Regions from separate parts of the Mus musculus genome. Here region 2 is linked to region 1. A link is a contact called in public promoter capture Hi-C data. All regions are on one chromosome and are shown on one strand. Each heading gives the region's core, a stretch centred on a gene start, on an enhancer-like site or on the middle of the called end of the contact. The rest is flanking DNA. Distances are from core to core; before and after follow the strand shown.

Evidence for each region. Promoter capture Hi-C pulls out the DNA fragments that hold promoters and counts their contacts.
Region 2: a promoter capture Hi-C map of pre-B cells shows a contact between it and region 1, with 4 times the contacts expected there. The contact joins the promoter of Bub1b here to the promoter of Ccdc9b in region 1. A contact is called at or near these places in 13 of 39 promoter capture datasets (the 3T3-L1 cell line, 3T3-L1-derived adipocytes, the HPC-7 cell line and 10 more), 2 of 115 datasets of contacts at active chromatin or transcription factors (the SCID.adh cell line and pancreatic cancer cells) and 3 of 9 other capture datasets (adipose tissue, liver and pancreatic islet).

The regions. Positions count from the first base shown.
Region 1 is chr2:118,757,459-118,765,230 of GRCm38.p6, reverse strand. It overlaps Ccdc9b (coiled-coil domain containing 9B), which reads left to right and starts at 2,570. Exons shown (of 11, transcript NM_001001982.2): 1 at 2,570-2,725; 2 at 3,473-3,586; 3 at 3,835-3,942; 4 at 4,550-4,705; 5 at 4,782-4,910; 6 at 5,524-5,723; 7 at 5,975-6,030; 8 at 6,588-6,641; 9 at 6,728-6,818; 10 at 7,353-7,392; 11 at 7,475-7,772. The coding sequence starts at 2,579.
Region 2 is chr2:118,595,530-118,603,301 of GRCm38.p6, reverse strand. Bub1b (BUB1B, mitotic checkpoint serine/threonine kinase) reads right to left here and starts at 5,091. Exons shown (of 23, transcript NM_009773.3): 1 at 4,841-5,091; 2 at 3,018-3,164. The coding sequence starts at 4,854.

The DNA of each region.
Region 1 (7,772 bases), core at 1,321-3,820:
GGCAGATGTCCCCTAGAGAGAAGCTTGGACTTCCAGCAATCCTGTTCTTGAAGTTGGCTCCAACTGTATCTTTCCAGATGCTACCAATAAAGTCCATCTGACGTAGGCCCTAAAGGTGTGGTGGCCACCCGAGTTGGCAGGTGACCTGGGAAGGTGCAGGGAGTCACCTGGGGAGAGCAGTGATCCAAGACCAGGCTAGGTCATCCTGCCCAACCCTAGTAGGAGAAAGAGAGAGCATAGAGAGACATCGCAAGCAAACTTGTTTTGGTGGAGTAGCTGTAATAAGAGGCCTAGGGACAGCAAGGCCAGCACCCTGGCTTTTTGTATCGTCTGCAGTACAAACAGGTAAGGTAGCCTGCATGAGAGACAACACCTGTCAGGCTCATCAATAAAATAAAGCTTTTACCTCTGTGTAGTCTGACTGTTCTGATGGAGTTGGAAGGTGGGATTGAGCTAGACTTGGGAGATGATAGTGAGAAAGGGGGCTGAAGGAAACCCCACCCCCACTCCAATTGCCAGCCAAGCTTTTGGAATGCTTCTGCCCCCTAGTGGTGACTTGGAGAAAAAGACACCTGGTTTGGGAAATATCGAACTGGAAATTCTCAAGCCCCGCCCCCTCCCACAGCCCGGCATTTCCCCTCTTCCAGGGATCCGTCGAGACACACCTGCCTTCTTCAGCTTGTGTCCATCTATCTGAGTGGTCAGAAAGGCAGTTACAGCCTGTGCACAGGTACCCACAGTGACACAGTGTAGTGCTGGCTAATTCCATACTCATCCTGCAGGCAATGAGGCTTTACGGCATGGGGGCACTGGGCCAGGCAATGGGGGAAGCTCAGAGCACTTAGTATAGCAATCTGCCTCTGTCCGGTGGGAGAGCAGACTGGTAAACCGTGTTTTTGTGGGGTCTGCTCAAGGGCGTGAGAAGCTGTGAGTGACACTTGGAAACACGTGGCCGGCAGCTGGAGCTTCAGTCTTGTCTTTGGAGCTGTTCAGGGTACATGGTACTTCAGCCTGGTGGCTGGGAAACTTTTGTGTCTACATTCAGGATATCTTCCTGAAGCTCTTACAGGGGGCTGGGTCATCCTATCTGCAGGGTTGCCAGATGTCTACCTGTGCCTCCTGACCCCTCTGCTCTGACACTGGCTGGCAGTGGAAGCTGAGAAGGACAAAAACCTGGCCTCGTCTCTGTAGTCTGTTTACATCCCTCCTTTCTAAACCTGATCAAGGACTAAAATTACAAAGAGTGGGGGCTGCATTAGGTCTCTCTCCCTCTCGGACTGCGATCTGTGTAGCAGGGGCGGTTACAGTGGGAAGCTTGGGACTTCTGGAGGTTTCTGGGATAAGGCTGACCTCAGCAGTATTTGTGAGGCAGGGTGCAGAGAAGGTGGAGGAAGTGTGTGCTTGTACGTGTGTGTGTGTGTGTGTGTGTGTGTGTGTGTGTGTGTGTGTGTGTGTATGTGTGTGTAGACAAAAGCGGAGAGGGAGACAGAGAGAGAGAGAGATCTAGGAGCTCGGGTGCGTCACTGTTGCTGGGAAAGTAGACAAGAGTCTGACTCAGTGGGAACATCCGGCAGGAAGGGAGGAGGGTACACAGTGGCATTTGCAAGCAGGATGGGAACTCAGGAGCTGCAGAGATGGGGGTGTGGGGCCAGGGGCGAGAGCCTGGACAGCAAAGGGCCTTAGCATGGTGGCTAGAGACCGGGGTGGGGGTAGATTATGGTGAGGGGAAATATCTGAGGCCTGGTCAGTCAGGGACATAGGGGATGCCAGAGTTTGTGACACTCATGTCAAGGCCTGGAAGTCAGGACCACATAAGAACTGAAGCTGACCTAGGCACCCCTGGGCAGAGACTGGCCTCGGCTGTGTGAAGATACTTACTTGGGGAAGGAGTCTGTGTCCTTTCTTGGGATCTGAGAGTCTGCAAATGTTATCCTGGGAGTGTCAGGATGAAAGGGCTCTGTGAGAGGATCCCAAGGGAAGAGGGCTGCTAACTGTTCCCAGCTTCTGCTGGGTTAAGGACCCCATAGAAAGGCTCCTTTTAGCATGGTAGGGGTCTGGAGACCCAGAGAGTTAGGCCTCCAGGAGTGGCCATGCTTGGAGTACAGAGAAAAGCACATTCCAGCTCAGAAACCAAATGGGGGAGAGTGGCATTTTGGGTCTGTGGTGGTGTGAGATGGCCTTGGGGAGGAGGTTTCTCACTCTTATCTAACGACTTAAATGCGCTGACTGGACAGCCAGCAGGAAAGCAGAGAAACGCCCCGAGGGAGGGCCGTCAGCCATCGTGTGGAACCTGCATCTCTTGCCTTTTTCTCCTAGTGGGAGGGATGAAGACCCAGCTATCCCATTTGTGGGCACACACAGGCGGGCGGGTCTTACTGGGGCTCAGGATCACAGGTGAAAGTGGGCCCTTCGTGCCTAGATCTCCTGTGCGAGGACACTGAGGCAGGGCAGGGATATGTGCTAGACAAGACCAGCCGGCTGCTGGTGCCCCGGTCCTCGCCCTCTGCGAGTGGAAGGGTGGGGGTGGCGGCTAGGCGTTCCTGGCTGGGAGCCCAGAGCGCTCTTTTGTAATCACAACATGATCTCTTGTGCTGAGCAGCGAAGCAGAAGCCGGCAGGGAGAGGCCGACAGGGCCGGCTCTGGTGGCTCCAGCTTCCCTCCAGCTCTGGCTCCCGGGAGCTGTTTTGAAATTCTCTCAGCGCCTGGTATTTCCATGCATTTGGCCGTGAGTGGCACCTCCTCTTTGGCAGGGGGGCTTCTAGAGGATGGGAGGGAGCTAAGCTACGAAGCAGCCACATTCTGGGGACAGCTGGTGGCAGCTGGGCCTGGGAGAAAGAGAGCCACGAGGAGGCAGGTGGTGGGCCGGGCAAGGCGCTGAGCAAAACATAGACCCCACAGCCAGACAGAGAAGAACCGCAGATCTTGATGCAGAGGCATGGCTCGGCCCAGAGTTGCTCCCAGCTGGGCCTGCTGTTCTCCTGCCCCATCAGTCAGCAGCTCAGACCTGGAGGGCTCGCGGAGCCCGTGGGAGCTGCTCTCTCCTTCGGACTGGGCACAGGCTTAGGGAGTGGGGTCCGGTGCCTGGGAGGCCAGAACCAAGCTAAAGCCTGTCTCTGTGTGTGTGGTTCTAGATTTGGGAGGCAAAGTGTCCCCCCTCGACCTCCTGAATCCCCTGGCAGCTTCCCAGTCACGGCAGGTTCGGCTGCCAGAGCCATTTTTAACTCTCATTCCAGACTGTGCTCACAGCAGAACCCCCTGGGGAGCCAGGGGGAGGGGCAGCCTGCTGCTGGGAGCCGAGGCCCTGGGTATGAAACCCTGACCTGAGCCCTCAGTAGGCAAACTGGCAGACAGGCCTCACTGGGGTGGGGTTTGGCCCTCTGTAGACCATCTTCCTAAGAAACCTCTTTCACCCTGGGTGCTGTAGCTTGGGGCTAAAATCCGTTCCTTGTATTGGGTTCCATGCCTTCTACAGGGGCCCCACAAAGCCGAGTCCACAATGCGCCGGCATGAGGAAAAAGATGCCGAGCTGGACCGTAGGATAGTTGCCTTGCGCAAGAAGAACCAGGCCTTACTACGAAGGTACCAGGTGAGTGTGTTGTGTCGGCTGAGAGGACTCCTGTGGCTGGGGTCCCTGGCTACCTTCAAAAGGCTGTTTACACAGTGGGTTCTCTCTGAGGGCCTTAGCCCATGCCCCCATCAAAGTCTTGGGCACTGGTGATGTGGTGCCTCTGCCCCCTGGTGTCCCATTGGTGTTTTTCTGTGTAGGCCTGTCAGTGTCTGTGTGTCTGTGAGCCTGGGGGGCCATGGCCTTGCTGACTTCAGGCCCTCCCACAGGAGATCGAGGAAGATCGTCGGCAGGCGGAGCAGGGGGGCATGGCTGTGACCACTCCAGGGCTCCTCCAACCCGACAGCCTCACGGTCACCATCAGCCAGGTTCCCGGTGTAAGTCTCACCTTGGAGACAGGCAGGGTTGAGGCCTGGACCATGCCTGGGGTGTTAACACTATCCCATTTCTCCTAATTGCCTTTCTGGGTGTCTCCCAGCAACAACAGACCTCCCAAGCTATTGCCATCTTCTCCAAAGGGCCACAGATGAAAGGCTACCAAACAGAAACCTTTGAACAGACTTTCCCAGTCCTACAGCTCTGCATGTAAACCCTATGTGCAGAGCACAGCCTTCTCCTTACCCCAGACCCTGAGGCCGAAACCCTGCAGGAAGCAGAGGAGGGAGAAGTCTGGGCTGTAAGCAAAAGAATCAGTGTCTTAGAGATAAGGCCATATTGTCTGCATACTCTGGATTTTTTTTTTTTTTTTTGATTCAGAGATGACAAGCCCTTGTGGCATCTTGGATCCCTCTGTTGGCTCTGAGCTCTGAATAACTAATGCCATTGGCATGTGAACTCCTGAAGGGCCAAGCTTTGCCACGGGCATTCCAGGGAGGCCTAGGGCTGGAACCCAAACCTAGGGAACCCCTCCCCCCAGCACCCAGCACCCAGGTTCTGCTCAGGATGACCCATGTGGCCTGAGGACACAGGCATCTCGCTCTGCAGGAGAAGAGGGTGGTCAGCAGAAACTGGGCCAGGGCGCCCCTTTCACCTGGAGTGACTACCACACTGACAGATGATGAAGATGCTGCAGACGCACCGGGTACTTTCAGCATGGGGCACCGGGTGGAACTTGCTGTCACCATGGAAAACAAAGCCAAGGTGAGCAGTTGAGACTTCCAGACCTCAGGTCTCCCTCCCTTGGCTCAGCCATGATGCCCATCTATACCTTCTCCAGGCCAAAAGGATAGTAAGTGAGAAACCCACGACCCAAGCGCGGAGCCCAAGGGCAAAGGGGACATCTGGAGGAGGCCGGAGCTGGCGTGCACCCTTGCAGATGACTTCCAGCTCAGATTCAGCAGGGAAGGTACATCTTCAAGCAGGGGTAGGGACACAATCCCTATTTGGAGAAGGCAGAGAAACTAAGTAAGGTATGTCCCTTGCCTGGGCAAACCTGGCCTAGGCACCACCTGTGAGAATTCTTACCTTCTTCCCCTTCTCTGGCCAATATCCGCTTTGGGTGTGCCTTGCAGTAAGAAATAATTAAGCCAGATATATTATCCAGCCATAATATGATCGATGACTCGACTCTAAGGTGTCAGAGGGATGTGTAGGTGACTGGCTATGTGCCAGCTGTGACCTCTAGGTGGCAGCAGCCCCTTGTAATTGTTCTTGATTTTGCTCACCGCCTATGGGTGCCCCTCCTATCTAGGGCCGGTCTGGTCTATCCACACCAACAACTCTAAGAAAAGGGACGCCTCCTTTCACAGATAAGGACATAATACTCAGAGAGGTTAAATTACCTGTCTCAAACTGGAAGTGAACACGTGGATGCGTGCAAAAGGTCCACAGCAAGCACAGCATGCTGGAGACGAGACAGACCTAATTATGTACTGGGAAGTAGAGACCGTGAGAGAGGAGCTCCATTCAAATCTTCTCTCTACTTCTCCCCCATGATATTAAGTGTCTTCCCCTTGCAGGGTGTTCTGGAGCCCCGGAGTCCAGGCGTGGTCTCAAGTCCACCTCCCCAACAGTCCTTGGGGCTGTCCCCTGAGGCCAGCTGGGACTACACGCAGTGGAAACAAGAGAGAGAGCAGATTGACCTGGCCCGCCTTGCCCGGCACAGAAACCCACAGGGTGACTGGAGCCGCCCGTGGGACCTGGACAAAGCCAAGTCCATGTGGGTGGCATGGCTGAGCAGCTTGCTGTGACTGTGGGACTTGGGTAGGGCTAACTATGGGTGCCTCTTGGAGGGAAAAGACTTTTCGTCAGACCCTGGTCCCAGGGTTTTGTGCTCTGCCTCTTTCTTGGGACCACAACTCTGTGCTGCCCTGAGCTATGGGGTTAGAGGAGACAGTGTCTGGGTGGAGTCTGATGCAGCCTCTACCCACATTGCCACGAGTGACGTAATGCCCTTCTCTGTCTACACAGGCCACAGAACTGCCACAAGCCTAGGGACAGGGACCTGGCCATGGGCAGCAGGAAGGGTGAGCTGATCCCCACCTCATGCTCGTGTGCCTTGTTTGTTTTTGGAGAGTCTTAGCCCAGGCTGGCCCAGAACCCATGATCCTCTTGTCTTGTCTAGGATCCTACTACCCTGTCTCTTCATCAAAGATGAAAAGGGACACGGAAAAAAAGTCTGTCCTTCCTTCCCCTCCCACACTCTCTAGTGTTTTCTGAGCTACGGCTTGGGCTAGATTCAGTGGGAGCCGAACTAGGTCTTTCCAGATGTCATTCCTTGTGGGGTAAAAGTCCTGTCGGCCCTCCTGAGCTTGCTGTGGGAGGAGTCCTGTGACTTTCTGGTGATTCTTCATACACAGAGCCTAGGGGCCAACGAGCTGACCGAGTCATTTAGCTGGGCAGTGTAAACACAGTCCAGGGCCCCAGGCCAGGGGAGGCTTTTCTGCAGAGGTAGCGTGGGCTTTGGGAAGATAGAACTCCTAAGGGAAGGAAGGACCATTGGAAGCTTCCTGGTACTAGAGAGCTCCGGTGTCTGTTTTAGATTCTTTGACACTCCCACCCCATTTACTTTGTTTCCCTTTAGGTCCTAGGACCCACCAGAAGCCTCAGCACCCACCATCATCCCTGGATGGAAAATGTGAGTTGGGGGCAGGAAAGGAGCAGAATCGCTTCAGCTGGTGAAGGCAGTTGGTACAGCCCTCCATCCTCCATCATGTCTTGCAGGTCGGGGTGGACAATCTGGAAGACCCTCGATGACATCCACCATAGGCAGCAACGCCCAGGGGAAGGAGAGGCTAACTGGCAGGGCCCGAAGGTAACAGGGGACAGGGGACAAAATCAAGGCAGGTATGTAGGTGTCCTAATTTCCTGGACTGGCCCAGGTCCCTCTGCTCCATCCCCAGGGCCCCTGATTCCTGGTTGCTTGTTGCCTGCCACAGGTTAATGAGATACCAAGAAAGGACACCAGCAGAGGTGGTAGTGGTTAAGAGCCTGGTGCCCAGAGGCTGTGGTAATTACAACAGCACACTTCCCCTGGGATGTGAGGTGTGCCTTTCCCAGGCAGAGCATGCAGGAACATGCCCGGAGTCCCCATGGATCTCAAGGTGCAGCAGGCTCAGCCATAAACAGCAGCTGGGGACCTGGGGTGGATAGTCAGAGGAAATGGCTAGGTTTGATTGAGAAGTAAGGTCAGGCTGGGTAGGAAGCATCTAGAAGCCTCCCTGGCTGTACTCAGAAACCACTGGGCTTTAGCTTCTCCCTGGGGTGCACAGGCCACGAGCTATGAAGGGGGTTACTTGAAGCAAGGTGGAGCCTGGAACAGGCCCTGCTACTTGCTGTGTTTCTGCAGGTATGACATGAAAGAAGATGAGATGCTGCAGAGCCAGGAGGTAGGTACTTAGGACAGGACAGGACAGGCTGGGGACAGAAGCCCCAAATTTACTACCCAGCTGGGCTATTCTTTTGCTTCAGGGAAGCCAGAGCAGCACGAAGACTCCCAGTGCAGAGGAAGAATTCGTACAGAAGCGGAATGAAAGGGAGCCAGACAGACAAGAGACCGTGCCTGCAACCAGCCCAATTCCAGCCTCCCCAGAGGGGCTAAAAGGAGAGTCGGGGACCTCTACAGCCAGTTTGGCCCCAGACTCTCCACAACATTCTGACTTGGCTCCCCTCGACCTCTCTGTGGGAGGAGCTAGCAGCCGCAAGCCTGGAAAAAGTACATGTATACTCGGTCCAAAGGCTGGGGCTCAGCAAAGTCCAGTGTCATGGC
Region 2 (7,772 bases), core at 3,842-6,341, 160 kb after region 1:
CAGCATGGCTACTCCCCACCAACTCACAGCAGCTGTGGTTACTTGCACAGACCTGAACAAGAAATGGCCAGAAAGATGGCTCAGTGGGCAAAGGTGCTCACGGCAAGGCCTGAGGACATGAGTGGGATCCCAGAACCCACATGGTAGGAGAGTAACCCATGATTCATGGAAGCAACCCTAGTTCAACTCAGTGGGACACACACACACACACACACACACACACACACACACAAACCTACAACCCAACAAAACAACAAAAATGATATGAAAATAGGGATGGTTCTTGTTGGGAATAAAGAAGAGTTGGGCGGGAATCAGAGGGGAATAAGAGGGGAAAAGGGAGGGTGTGAAAATTACCAAGATAATTATATAAACATATGAAAGTGTCAAGTAAAAAAATATATATATATATAGTAAGTATTGTAAAGAAAACTTTAATCTGGGTGTAGTGGTGGGTTCAAGCCTTTAATCCCATCTTTCTTTGTGAGCTTGAGACCATCTTGGTCTACAGAGCAAGTTCCAGGACAGCCAAGGCTACAGAAAGAGAGAGAAAAAAAAATGTCTCAAAAAAACCAAAACCAACCAACCAATCAACAAACAAAAGGAAAGCCCTTTAAAATAGTAATAAAATAGCCAAGGTGTCATATGTCTATAATTGTAATTGCTGCACAAGAGAGGCTGAAAGTTTAAGGCCAGTCTGGATACCACAGTGAGTTCAAGGCCAGCCTAGGATACTTGGAGAAGTTCTTTCCAAAAACAACAGATAAACAAATAAAATCGTCCTGACACGAAAGAATTACACCTCTAATTTAAAAAAGGCCAAGTATACACATGAGAAAACAACAACAACAACAACAACAACAACAACAATATAAACCGGGCATGGCTCCTGCCAAGAACTGATAGTACAGGTTTTAAGAAGCCAAAATGGAGGTAGGAACTGGGAGGCAATCATAATAGCCTAGAGAAAAGAGGAATTATCTGGTAGATCATCACCTGCCGTTATGGCTCTGGATTTAAGGTACTCCATGACCCAGCAATTGCATTCCAAGGGTGGTGGTGGTGGGAAGTATGTCCACAAAAAGCCTCGTCAAATACCCACTGACTTGATTTTCAAAGAACAAAAGACCGAGCCTACTGTCCAGCATCTGGTGTGTGGTAGAGTACTCACTCAGCTGTGAGAGAAAGGGACGCTGACACGTGCGACAGAGAAGTACTCAACACTTCCGCTGCAGGAAGGAGCCACATACGACACACCCGTGCCCCGCAAGTCCATCATCTGCGAGACTGCAGGAGGTGACTCACAAGTTGAAGCCAGTCTAGGCTATAGAGCAAGACCCTATCGCTAACCAACAACAAAACTCCAAAGTAACTTATCTTGACAGAATTCTATCTAGTCAGCAGGCACTTCACGAAGAGGGGAGACGGACTGAGGAGAATGAGGGAACTTCCTAAAGTAAGATCTTATGGTGCGATGCACTCACTGTCTTACAGCACACTCAAAGATCTGAGCAATCACGGTACCCAAATTATACTCAAAAGAAATTCCCAGCACTATGCGGACAGCTCAGTGGTAGGCCCTGGGGCCCCGTCCCTGAAGAGCTGGAGAGATGGCTCAAGGGTTACAAGCCCACTGTTCTTGCAGAGGACACCACGCTGGGCAGCTCACATCAGCCCTTAACTCTAGCTCTGGGGGATCAAAGCCCCTTTTGACCCCCTCGGGAACTTGTAGTCACACATACTCACACACATACATACATATAATGGAAAATAAGTAATTTTTTAAAAGTGGGGATGGGGGTGAGAGAGCAATGAATAAGAATCATGCAGATGAGGTTTTGTAACATTAACCAAAATAGGGAAATAGAAAAAGGAAGGCCATTTAGGAATGAAGAGCGTTGTTTTCTGACAGCAGAATTACATCCAGATGAACCCAGCATCACTGAAATCAGCCTAGGTGAAAAAGCATTAGCTACATCTATCCTGCCAGGTGCCACAACTTAGCAACACAACACACTGCACATGGCTCAGCCCCAGAGACTCAGGGTCACTGGGTACTACGGCTCTCTGCAGCTGCCCAGCATCTCAAGGCAGCTCTCCTGCACATCCATTATCCTTGAAAAGATCACATTTCAGAGTATGATTTCAATCAAATGAGTATAATTTCCACACACCCAGAGCCCTACAATCATAAGCTGAATGTTCTCAAGCTCCGGGCTGTCTACAACATCACAGTAGGAGACACTGAGAAGGCAAGAGACGTCAACGGTCGTTGTAAAAGCAAAAGTGAGGCCAGAGACTGGGATGAGACATGACAGGAGCAGACAGCAGGAGAGTCAGACAAGTAGAGAGCCCAGTGCAGGACGAAGCTCCAGGCACCAGAGCAAGCGCTAAGAATAAAATAAAGCCACAGTGGCACATGGCGTCATCCCAGCACTCAGGAAGCAAAAGCAGGCGGTTCTCTGAGTTCAAGGCCACCCTGGAACTTCACAGTGAGTTCTAAGCCAGAAAGAGCCAGTCTCACAAAAACAAAAACAGAATGCTACCATCTACAACAAAACCATAAAAGCACGGTTCTCAAAGATCTAATTCAATGAGTATGGTTACACTTTACATTTTAGCCTGAAATAAATACTATCTCATGCTATTGAAAGCTTGCAATCAGAAAACCGGAAGAACAGATTTCCATACTCTCACTGAAGAGTATTCCTTAGGGCAGTGGTTCTCAGCCTGTGGGCTGCAACTGCTTTGGGAGTCAAAGGACCTTCACACAGGGTTGCATATCAGATCTCTTATACAACAGATACGTAACAGTAGCAAAATTACAGTTATGAAGCAGCAAAGTATGCTATGGTTGGGGGGGAAGGGTTGTCACCACAACATGAGGAACTGTATTAAAGGGTCACAGCGTTAGGAAGGTTGAGAGCCACTGCCTGTAGGCCTTCGGCAGCTTCACCCCCATGCTGCCTATCACACCAGGGACTTACAAGCTGAACACAAAGCATTCCACTACATACCGTTTCTGCTGCTGCAGAGCAGTGTGGCCGGCTGACTCTTGCTTTGCCAAAGCTCCCTGAAGTGTGGACATGACCCGCCCGTGCCGTAAGGGCTGTATGTTTTCTTTACTCAGCTCCCACTCTGCTCCCTCCAGGCACATGGCTTCACTGGGAAGAAGGAAACAGAAATGAAGCCCACGCCAACAGTGTTACAGCACAGTACTGTGATGACATCTTCAGAGAGGGGATTTCTGGCTCTTTGGGGTTGGACGCAGCTGGTTCGCCAGGAGCATCATCATTCTCTTCAGCTTCAGAGCCTATCCCACGCTCTACAAGTAAATGCTCAACACAAGAGAGAACATGGCAAGGGTGTTGGTGACAGTATTGTACAAATAAAGTTAAAGCTAGGAAAAATAATTTTTAAAAGCATCTTAAGTTTAGCGAAGTTAACTTAAATTTAGAAAAAAACAAAAAACAGAAAACTAGCAGCTTTATGTCTGACATGGGTTCCCACTGACAATGAGACACCAGTAGCAGCATCCACTCCTGTTTCTAAATACGTACATGATTAGCTCTTTTTTAAAAAAAAAATGTATTTATAAAACAAAACATAACTAAACAAAACAAGCCGGGTGATGGTAGCACACGCCTTTAATCCCAGCACTCAGGAGGCAGAGGCAGGCGGATTTCTGAGTTCGAGGTTAGCCTGGTCTACATAGTGAGTTCCAGGACAGCCGGGGCTATAAGGGGAAACCCTGTCTCGAAAAAAACAAAAAACAAAACAAAACAAAAATGTATTTATTCTCACCCCCCCCCCCCGCCGTGTGTGTGTGTGTGTGTGTGTGTGTGTGTGTGTGTAAGTCAGGCCACAACCTTAGAGTTGTTTCTCTCCTTCCACCATGGGGTTTCGGGGGTGGGGGAGGGGTGACCAAACAGGTCCTCAGTCTTGGTTAGCAATTATCTCTATCCACAGAGCCATCTCACCTGTCCGTGACTAGTTCCTTCTAGTTCAGACCCAAGTGCCATCTCATCAGGGAGGCCTCTGTTCAAATCTCCCTCTGCCCCGACTCCCCCACCCCCAAGCCTCATTGCTGGGTAATGAACTAAGGCCTTATGTACCTTGAACAAGTGCCCTTCCTGAGTTACATGTCCAAACCCTTCTGAAACCACACTAGTTCTACCTCCAATGCCGTCTTCTCTTGCTTTACACTTGTTAATACTGATTCTATCTGATGTTAAACATGTCTTATTGCCCATCCGCGACACACACCCCGATTCATTCCTCCCCAGAACTTAAGCTTCACAAAGGTTGGGATTTTGTGTCTTTTACTGTTCGCCTTCAGTGCTCAAAATGGTAGTCGATAAATTCTCTTCCATGAATGACAGCTTATGACAGCAATTACCCAGTTATTATAAGTTCCATAATTGAAATGCATCTTAAATTCTAACCTAGAAAAACCCTCTATATTTTATGATGAGGAAAAGCTGCAAGTGCTCTGCTCTTCAGATCCCTAAGCTGCTAGCAAAGTGAGAACACTTATTAGTTGAAAGCAGGTACTTTACAAACATCTTGAATCCTCCCAGAACTCCATAAAGCAGCATTAATATCTGCGTGCCCCCACCCCTCCGTAAACATGTTCAAGGTCAAATAAAAACGGCTGAGGTGAGTTTCAGAACCAGATCATATGGCAAATTCCAAACTCTCCCAGTCTTGCCCCCTGGCTGGATGCAGGGCTCCACGCCGTTGGGAAGGGGGTTTGGGGAGACCTGCTCTTGGCCGACCTCCTCGATCCTCCCCTCGCCAGCCGAGCACCCAGCGGCAGCAATTTGCGTCCGGTCCTTACCTCGCCTCCGCCATCCTGCATTCCCAATACTTGCTCTCGCCCTTCCGCAGACCTTTATCCTCCGAGTGCTAACTGAGTCTCCCTCAACCTTCAGCTGGCTCTGGAGCTGCGAAGATCGTCACCCCGTGCTCCTAAACAAAACCACGCACCCGATTCCTTCTCAGAATAGCCTCCTCACGCCCCCATCACGCACGGGCCGCCAAGTTTCAAATTTAACGTCTCTTGACGCAGACGTAGCCTCGCCGCTCCCCGCTCCCGCTCCTCCCAAAGCATTCTGGGGATTGTAGTGTATCCCGGGTTTAAGCACGCGCTGCGCAATGCACAATGGGAGTTGTAGTTTCAGGTTTGAGGTGCAAGGACCAATGGTTGTCCTAGCACTGCAGCGTGCTCAGGCACTTCGAGTTTGCTCTGTGTTTCCTTTCTAAGACAAGCCTTCGAACCCAGGGAGAGACACTTTATTAACAAGAGGTTCTTTGATGGTTTCAGTTTCATAACGTGTCTTTGAGTACATTACTCTTCTGGGTTGCTCCGAACAATTAACTGTGCTACGCCTAGGTCTTGTCTGAGCCCCAGGTCTTAACACCTGTCCAGGGATCCTTAGGCCACTCTCACCCAGCTGTTTCCTGTGGAAAGACTGTGTTCTCGTTTTTCTCTTTTACACAAGACCTGGTTTAGCACTGCACTTCCTTTCCCCAGCAAGCCCTTTGACCTCTACAACTTCTCAACTTTGACCAACTTCCTTTAAATTCTCTTGGAAGTGTACCATTTGTTCTCTCATGCAGCCTACCAGATGTCCTGTAAACTACGATCTAACACAGAATACAAACAGGGTAAGCGCTTTGCCTGTCTCACTGGAGCTAAAGGCTTGGTAATGCAGGCCTATAGTTCAGCTACTCTGGAGACTGAGATGTGAGGACCAAGACTTCAAGACCATCCAGGGCAACTTTACTTCACAATAAAAAGTTTGCTTTTGTTTTTTGTTTGTTTTTGTTTTTCAAAACAAGGGTTCTCTGTGTAGCCTTGGCTATCCTGGAACTCGCTCTGTAGATCAGGCTATAAAAATAACTTTTATTCTCCTGTTGTGATTGTTGTCTGAGGGGCTTACTGCCTCCATCTGCTGACCTAGATCCACTCCTAGAAAATTCTAGCCTCCATAAGATCTAATCTAGGTCAGCCTCTCAATTTTGTTGAATAAGCTCACCCTTTCTTGTTCTTTCTGAAGTCTACCTGGCTGGTTCAACTCAGCTGTTCTGGCTCAAACTCCTCTCCCAGCTGACTGACTCAATCTGGCTTCTCTCCCAGCCCCTGAATTGCTCTGCTTGGCCTCAAACTCACTCTAGCAGTCTTTTCTATTTCCTAATCTTCTGGCTCTTTCTCAATCTCTTGCTCATTCTGTCTTTACCTGTGTCCAGCTTGTTCTCTTTTCAACCTGCCTCCCTCTCCCTCCCGTGCTGCTCTACTCTCCCTCGCAACAATACTGCACTGCTCTCCAGGACTGCTGTATCCTGTACTACACTCTCTTCCTTACTGCACTGCCTCTCCCTTAAGACTCAATCTTCCCTCCCTCTCTCGTCTCCTTAGAGGTGTACATAGCCCATTCTGTCAAATTTTTCTCCGTTTGTTGGGGCGGGGGTATACAAACAAACAAGGAATGTCAGGGCGTCGATACCCAGACCAGAAACAGATAAATTAGTCATTTGAGCATATAACTTCCAACTAGGCTCTGGAGTAGAGAGGGGAGCCATGGGAATTTCTCTACAGAAGACAGTGAACCTGAGGGAAAGGACGAGTTGGCACAATCTACCCATCAGAACAAATCAAGTTCTGAAGCAACTGAGGTGTGTGTCTGTGGTAGATTCCCACCTCTCTATTTCCACCATTATCCAGTGAGTTTCCTCACCCAGCTCCCTACTCTTGGACCTCTATGCTGCCCCATCAAAAAGTGCCAGATTATACTCCACTTTCTCCTAACCATCATATAGAAAACAGGGCTAAATAGTGATGAGATGCTCCTGACAGGGTTTTAAGTTACCAATACGTGTTATAGGAGACTAGAGATTTAGTGTTTGGTTGTTTCTGAAATGCTGGGTTATGTGGAACAGCTCCCCTCAGGACTTCTTCATCTATCAGATTGCACCTTGAATCTTTAAGGGTGTGCATCAGTATTCCTGATGCACAAGTAGGAAATGTCACAACTCAATAGCTTAAAATGATGCAAACTCATTGTGTTCTGGTCTATGGATGAGAAGTTTGGCACGGGTTCTCTGGGTTGACTGAGGCTTGGGGAATTCTGCCTTGTTTTCTAGAGCTGCTGTGGGAGAGTGTGTTTCTCCTTCGACAGTTTTCTAGAGGCTTCACTGTCACCCCTGGCTCATGCTTCCCTTTTTATCCTCAGAGCTCGGGATCTAGCATCTCTTCATCCAGGCTTCCAGCATTACTTGCCTTTCTCTGATCATAGTCAGGAAATTAAAGGCTCATTACCTCAGATGGGGCCCACCTGGAGAATTCAGCATAAACTTTTACCCCTCAATGTAATCGTATCTTTTATTTGCCTGGAGTAATTGTCTCCGAGGCTTACTGCTTCCGTCTGCTAGTCTTACTACTAGGCCCGATCCTGGAAGCTTTAACCTCCATATACTCTAATCTAGGCCTAGAAAGTTTTCAAGCTCTGACAATTAATGATGAATAAGTTCATCTTTTCTAGCTCTTCCTAAACTCTGGCTGGCTGGTCAACTCAACTGTTCTGGCTTAAAACTCTTCTCCAAGCTGACTGATTCAATTTTGCTTCTCTCTTGGTCTCTTCCTGAATTGCTCTGCTTGGCTTCATACTGCCTGTAGTAATGTATACTAATGTTCTGGCTCCTTCCCATTCTCCGGCTTGTTCTCTTTCTGCAACCTGACTCCCTATAACTGTCGTGGTAAACTCCCTCCT